2 separate regions of the Mus musculus genome follow, and region 2 is linked to region 1. A link is a contact called in public targeted proximity ligation data. All regions are on one chromosome and are shown on one strand. The core of a region is the stretch at or near the end of the contact, and the rest is flanking DNA. Distances in the headings are between cores, read along the strand shown. Region 1 holds the start of Plpp6 (phospholipid phosphatase 6). Region 2 has its middle 29 kb from the start of Gm41829.

Region 1 (3,612 bases), core at 557-3,056:
CCTGGCCATGGCCTACTTCCCGGTCTGCCTCCTTCTAAGCTCTTAGTTCCCCTGACTCTCCCCAGCAGCTCAGCTTCTTGCCCCCTGGTATGCTACTTGTCCATGGGACTAGGAAACAAAACAGTAGGCTCATACTTACATTTCTGTGGGAACCTTAGACAAGCCCACCTTTTGAATATGTCTTCTTCCATATCTTGGTTTGTTCTATGAGTGCTAAAAGATAACGTTAAATAGTAGTAGAAGTTAACTATCTAAAGATCGTTTGAGAGGTACTGGGAGCAGAAAGGAAAATACTCTGTGGAACCTCTTAACTACCAAGTCCACAAGGGTGGGAGAGCTTAAAGGAATCAGAAGAAGGAAAAAGCTCCAATTATGGCAACATATTCAGAGAGTTAAATTGGAGAAAAAAAATCTGTTTTGAACTTTAAAATTATTGTTTAAAATTTACTGCAGGTAAAGGGTGGGAATAGCACATGGTTTATCTAGCTAATGGCTCTTAAATTTTAATTTACAAGTAATAACATTGTTTTTTTGGGGGGTGAGGGGAATTACTCATTAACGTTGTCAACTTTAAGTAAATAGCAATCATACAGTCAGCCAGCTTGATTTCTTTACAGTTGTCTTGGTGATAAATAGCTGTCAAATACACAGTAGACTTTGTTTCTCAAGTATGGCCGTGTTCAGTAATAGCCAGCATGCGCTCCGGTCTAGGAACCTGTCAAGACAGTGGGATCCCAGAATTCCCAAAGTTGCCCAGAGGGGCAACTAGATGGCTCTGGCTTAGGTCAGCATCCTCGAGTGTGGAATCCTTCAGACCTCAAGGTGTCAATAATCAATGAGATGGTGTCACTGTTGATTCCACAGTACAAAAAGAACTGGAACATTGTGGGGTGACAGCCAGCAATAATCCACAATGCTGTACTGCATGTAGCCCAGAAAAAAGCCAAAAGCCACATCAGTGACGTTGTGCCGCCCGAGCATGACCCTAGAGAGACCCAAGACGAAGGCCCACAGGACCACCAGCACCCTCAGTGGAATGGCCAGTACCAGGTGGTTTAGGATAAACCGCGACACCAGGGCGGCCCTCGTGGCGTGGCCCGAGGGAAAGGAGTACCTGTCCACCGAGAGGGTGAAAAACATGTCCTTTTGATTGTGCGCGGGTCGGCGCCTGCGGACCAGCCCTTTAATCACAGCTACCAGCAGCAGGTCCAACAGCAGGGCGAAGAGCAGGTTCATCAGCACTTCGCGCCCGGCCCAGCTGTCGCTCCTAAGCAGGCAGTAGAGGGTGCCCAGCAGCCAGGGGATGCCATGCCCTGAGATCTCCAGCAGCTTCATCAGGGGCCGCACGCTGCCCCAGGCCGAGCTCTCCCCAGCACACACCCCCAGCTTCTTGGACAGCCACAGGTCGATGGCCAGCAGGGAGCGCAGGGCGATGCCCAGGAAGGACGGGTTCAAGTTCATGCGGGCGTCCTCCGGCGGCGGGGCCGGGGCTGCTTGTGCGGGGCCCGAGGCGGCCAGCGGGAAGGAGCCGCGCCGGTGCACCGGGCTGTCGGACGCGCGCAGCCGAGCGCAGGCGGGGTCCGCGCCCGCGCGGCAGTTCAGCAGCGATTGGAACTCGAACCTGCCGCCGCCGCTGCCACCGCCGTGGGCCGGGCTGCCCGGGACGCTGCTTCCGCCCGAGGAGCCCAGCGGCCGTCCCTCGATGGTCCTCCGGGGGCTCGGCATCGCGGAGGGAGGCCGGTCCCGGGGACCCGGGCAGACCGGAGACAGGCTTCCCAGCCCGTCAGCCTCTTCCGCTTCCGCACTGCCATCCCGGAGGGCGGGCCGAGGAGCCGAGCCGCAGAGCACGATTGTGACACCTGGCGGAGACGTGGGAGGGAACCGGGAGTACCAGCTTGAGGAGAGGTGGGAAGTGCAGGTGAAGGACGCAGTGATGGCGTCATTTCAGAGCTGTGGGAGGTTAGGATAAACAGCCCCTCTGCACAAAAAAAAAAAAAAAAAACAAAAAACAAAAAAAACCAATCCCTTGATTGCCCTCCTCTTCTTTTTAAGATTTCTTGCCCCGGAGTGTTCCTGCCGGACAAGGAAGCTGTGTACCTTGGAGTCTACCTTCTGAATCAGTACCTGGAGACAGACTGCTTTCCCCCTGTGTTCCCTGTTGTGATTCAACAGAGCATGAGATTTGTAAAGGTGATTTTGACTTCTCAGTGGGTTTTGCTGTCTGAAACCAGTTTAATGGTCATAAAGAATAGTGGTTTTGTACATTTATTCCCCGCCCCCCCCCCCCTTTTTTAACACAGTGTAAAAAGTACAAGCGGCCTTGAGGCAAAAACCATAGTTTGGAAGTCTTGCTTTTTGCAATGCAGGCCTGAGCCAAGTTCTGTCAATTGAGTGCTAAATACCCTGGTGGATGCTTTCTATTCTTGGAACTCCCATGGCATTTTCTAACTGGAGCAGAGAGCGTTTCTGAATGTTCTTGGAGGTGTTAGAGACAGTTGCATTGCATTTATGAAAGGGGCTATTAATAAACTGCAGATCTTAAGAAAAACTTTCTTAAGCTTGGGAAAATAACTTAAAACTATAACCAAATCAGCTGTACCTGGTAATTGAAAGCCTGTAACTAAACAAGAAAGCTGTTCATATTTTCTGAGTTTCCTTAAGTCATGTGCGTGTTATATAACAATAGTAGTAAGGGCTAGATTCCATTCCAATGAGTGCAATTGTGATTTTAAAAATTGTAAAAATCACCGGCCAGGGCTTCCCACTGCAGTATGCTGCTGACTATTCAATACTCTGCAATCACCAACAACACCCTAAGGTTCTGGTTTTAGCTTTGGAGTTGAAATTGGAGTAATCTTTAGTAAACCTAGTGGTTTTGCCCAGGGTCCCCTAAGGTGGACTTTTGGGGTGGAGGGAAGATTGTACATATCGATCCTAAAGTCTGGAAGATGTTTTCCAGAAACCTACCTATTTCTTGTAATCCAAGGATGAGAGAAAAGATGCGTTTTTAAAAACTGCAGCCTGTTCATTGGAAAAACGTCCGTGAAACTGGTTGGGTAAAAGTGATTGGATATTATCTTGGGAAATAGTCAGAACCCAGATGGTCCTACTGGCCATATGTGGGTGATAGACATGGTGTGAAGTAGGTGCTGAAAATGACCCCCACCACTTTCCCCACTCACCAGTTGCTGGCCCTGTACCAGACTTCTAAGATAGAATTGTAAGAGGTGCATAGATATGAAATTATTCTAACAGGGCATGATACATCCATCAATACCTTGGGAACTTAACTTAATCTGACCACCTCTGTTTTTAAAAAAGAGAATGCCTGAGATTCACAATTTAGATGCTTCTCCTGCTGGGTGGGAAAGCCTGAGGTTTCTAGTCAAACATACCATGGAACCATTTTTTTTTCTTTGAGTTGTTTAGGCTCATATTCTAGTTTCTTCTAGTTCCAGGTTTCTTGAGATCTGTTCCATTCTTTAGCTGAAAACTCGTGTGGCACATAGCAAAAGCATTTTCCTTCCCCACATCTCTTTGCATGGCTTAGATTTGAATAATTTAAAAGTACGTGGGTAAACAAATTCCTCATAAAAATTCACAAGCCATTGT
Region 2 (3,612 bases), core at 767-3,266, 250 kb before region 1:
AGCAGCTTCCCCAGAATCCTACAGGACTCTAGCACCCCACTGGCACACCCAGCTTTCCTGTGAGATGAGTAGACACTTGCTCATGTCTCTCCAGGAAGTCTGTCTCTTACATCAAACTGGCCGTGTGGTCTAGGTTGGCTGGCCAGTGAGCCCCAGGGATTCACCAGTCTTCACCTCCCTGGTGATGGAACTACAAACACAAGCTATCATGCCTGGCTTTTATTTCTTTATTTATTTTGTTTGTTTTTGGGGGTGTTTTTTGTTTTTGTTTTTGTTTTTGTTTTTTCGAGACAGGGTTCTCTGTATAGCCCTGGCTGTTCTGGAACTCACTCTGTAGACCAGGCTGGCCTGATTTCCAGTTTCATCTGTTTCTCTACAAATGGTTTTCTTCTCTATAGCTGAGTAAGACTCCACTATGCACATACGCTACATTTTCTTCCCTTATCCTGCGTCAGCACCCAGGACGGTCCCATCTCTTTGATATTGTGTGCACTGCATTAATAAGATGAGTGTGCAGGTGTCCATATGGTATACTGACTTTGGTTTCTTTGCAGGGCTGTATTCTCAGGTTGGATCATATAATAGTTCTAGTTTTAATTTTTGGAAGAACTTCTACTCTGATATTCACAGTGCCAGACAAATTTACAGTCTCAGCAACAGTGCATAAAAAAATTGCCCTCCTCCAACGCACCCCCCACCATCCTTGTTGTTTTTAGTTTCTTGGTAATAGCCATTCTGATGTCATGAGATAGAATGTCAATGTAGTTTTGATTTGCTTTGTTCTGATGCCTAAGGGTCATGGGAGTGACACAGCAATGACTTGATAACACAATTTATATTTTAAGTCTGTAAAAAGTATTCCTCTCAGTCTCCCTCACTAACACCTGTGGGGAAACATCATAAGAAATACATTTTTGGGCTGGTGAGATGGCTCAGTGGGTAAGAGCACCCGACTGCTCTTCCAAAGGTCCAGAGTTCAAATCCCAGCAACCACATGGTGGTTCACAACCATCTGTAATGAGATCTGACTCCTTCTTCTGGAGTGTTTGAAGACAGCTACAGTGTACTTACATATAATAAATAAATAAATCTTTAAAAAAAAAAGAAATACATTTTTACCGAAACTAGTTTTTTAGATGATCTCCCTCAAAGGCCCAGCCATTGGTGGATGCTATTCCACCCACTAACCAGAGCCAAGATTTGGCCTCTGTGTTCTCTTCGTCAGACCCCCTCTGGATTTCAATAGGACTGATAAAGCTGTTTCCCAAACAGGCACTAGCAGACAACAACTTGACAAATGAGGGATGTTCTCCTGAACTTCATTCCAACAGTTCTGTGGGAAAGGCTACCTTTCCCACAGAACAGCCTTTCCCACAGAACCACTAGAATCTCTACTCCATGATTCCCAGCCCATTTCCATGGCCCACCTTGAATGATGTACTTCTTTTGATAAGATAAAAGAGGGCTGCCTTCCTGCCTGTCTGCCTGTCTGCCTGTCTGCCTGTCTGCCTGTCTGCCTGTCTGCCTGTCTGCCTGTCTGCCTGTCTGCCTGTCTGTCTGTCTGTCTGTCTGTCTGTCTTTGGAGCAATATGTAAGCTCTCAGACCTAATAATGCTCTAACCCTCTGAAACTATGAGCAAGGCTGCAATTAAATGCTTTATTTATAAGAGTTGCCTTGGTCATGGAGTTTTTTGGGTTTTTTTTTTTGTTTGTTTTTTGTTTTTTGTTTGTAATTGTAATTAAGACATGTGGGAATGGTTTTTCTATAGAAATGTTTTTCAAAATCTGATTTTACAAATCAAACTTCCATCTAACCTGACAGCAAGCTAGTAATGTGCCTGGAGATTATTTCGAACTACAGATTCATTCTGCTCACAGGCTGTATATTTATTTACCTTGCTCAGGATTAAGTGACCTGTAAAGAAAAGATTATGATCAATCTTACTAGTCTTTGTACTCCTCCATGGACCGTGTCCCCAATTCACCTCTGCGAGTCTTTCATGGCCCTGACTCAGAACAATGTTATGTGTGCAGAAGGTGTGGTGACCAGGTCAGAGACCGTTCACTGAGAGCAGCAAGGCATAAAAAAACCAAGCAGTCTCCAAACAGGTTTGAAGTAACCAGCACATATCGATTAATCATGTATGGATTAATAGTTTATGGGGTCTTTGTATGTCCTTCTGAGTCGATAGGACCAGAGAAACAATTTTCTGCCTGGTGAGACTCCTGTAAAAGTTTAAGAAAAATGTGCCTTGTTCCCTTTTGTTACCACATTTGCCGTGCTATTCTATATATAGAGCAGACGGCCTTTGTTCAGGACAAGGGTGACTGCTACTTAGATCTGGCACCTCTTGGATTGGAATGAAGACACCAGAACCTTTGGAGTAAATCAGGCCCAGTCTTGCTCTTTCTTCTGTCATGCATCATTACCACAGATGATGGTGGCTCTTTTTTTCCACAGATCCATCATCCATTTATAACTTTGATTATTGAGAATTGTCTTCTGATTGAAGTATTTGGTCTGTGGGGTGGGGGGGGGGTTTCTTTTTTTTCATTTTAAAAAATATTCTGAATCTTAATATCTCTCAAGTGTACAGCTGAAAATAATTTATATTATATTATATTATATTATATTATAGCTGTGTATAATAATATATTAAGAATGGCTCAAAAACCTTCATGTAAGATCTGAAACTTTGAAATGTCTAGATGAGGTCTGGTGTGGTGATGCACAGTTTTAATCCCAACACTTGGGAGGCAGAGGCAGGCGAGTCTCTGAGTTTCGTCCAGCCTGCTCTACATAGTGAGTTCCAGGATAGCCAGTGCTACAAAGACAGATCCTGTGCACCCCTCCCCTCCAAGGAAACCCAACCAACCAAAAAAACCAAAAAAAAATATTTCTCCTGTTCTGTAAGCTGTGTGTCCGTCCACTGAGTCTATCCCAGAAGCCTTGAAATGTAATGAAGTCCAGCTTGTCGATTCTTGCTCTTATCTCCTGAACCATTTGACTCCTATTCCTAAAGTCACTACCTGTACCTAAACCTTTTAGTATTTCCAGTGTGCTCCTTTCTAGGAGGTTTTTTGGTTGGCTCGGTTTCCTGGTGGTTAAGAGCACTGACTGCTCTTCCAGAGGTCCTGAATTCAATTTCCAGCAACCACATGGTGGCTCACAGTTGTCTGAGATGGCATCTGATGCCCTCTTCTGGTGTGTCTGAAGACAGTGACGGTGTACTCACATCTACAAAATAAATCTTTACACACACACACACACACACACACACACACACACACACACACACACATTTGGTAAGAATACTATATACCCAAATAATTTATTACATTGCTTACATTTTCTTCGATTAACTTCTTCATAGAAAATACTTCTGAGGTCATAGGCAAAACACAATTTTCTCTCCTACTTAACAAAGACACTTTAAAAATCAATACAAAGCCGGGCGTGGTGGCGCACACCTTTAATCCCAGCACTCGGGAGGCAGAGGCAGGCGGATTTCTGAGTTCGAGGCCAGCCTGGTCTACAAAGTGAGCTCCAGGTCAGCCAGGGCTATACAGAGAAACCCTGTCTCGAAAAAACAAAAAACAAAACAAGCAAAC

The links.
Region 2: a targeted proximity ligation map of pancreatic cancer cells shows a contact between it and region 1. A contact is called at or near these places in 1 of 39 promoter capture datasets (liver), 6 of 484 Hi-C or Micro-C datasets (the Ba/F3 cell line, the G1E-ER4 cell line, the HL-1 cell line and 2 more), 1 of 130 datasets of targeted methods (pancreatic cancer cells) and 2 of 9 other capture datasets (adipose tissue and liver).

Annotation. Positions count from the first base shown.
Region 1 is chr19:28,962,114-28,965,725 of GRCm38.p6, reverse strand. It overlaps Plpp6 (phospholipid phosphatase 6), which reads right to left and starts at 1,806. Exons shown (of 1, transcript NM_028922.3): 1 at 1-1,806. The coding sequence starts at 1,725. The coding sequence ends at 847. 4430402I18Rik (RIKEN cDNA 4430402I18 gene) reads left to right here. Exons shown (of 14, transcript NM_001374140.1): 3 at 2,053-2,190.
Region 2 is chr19:29,214,710-29,218,321 of GRCm38.p6, reverse strand. No RefSeq gene overlaps it. Among named protein-coding and RNA genes, the nearest start is that of Gm41829, 29 kb to the left of the region's middle.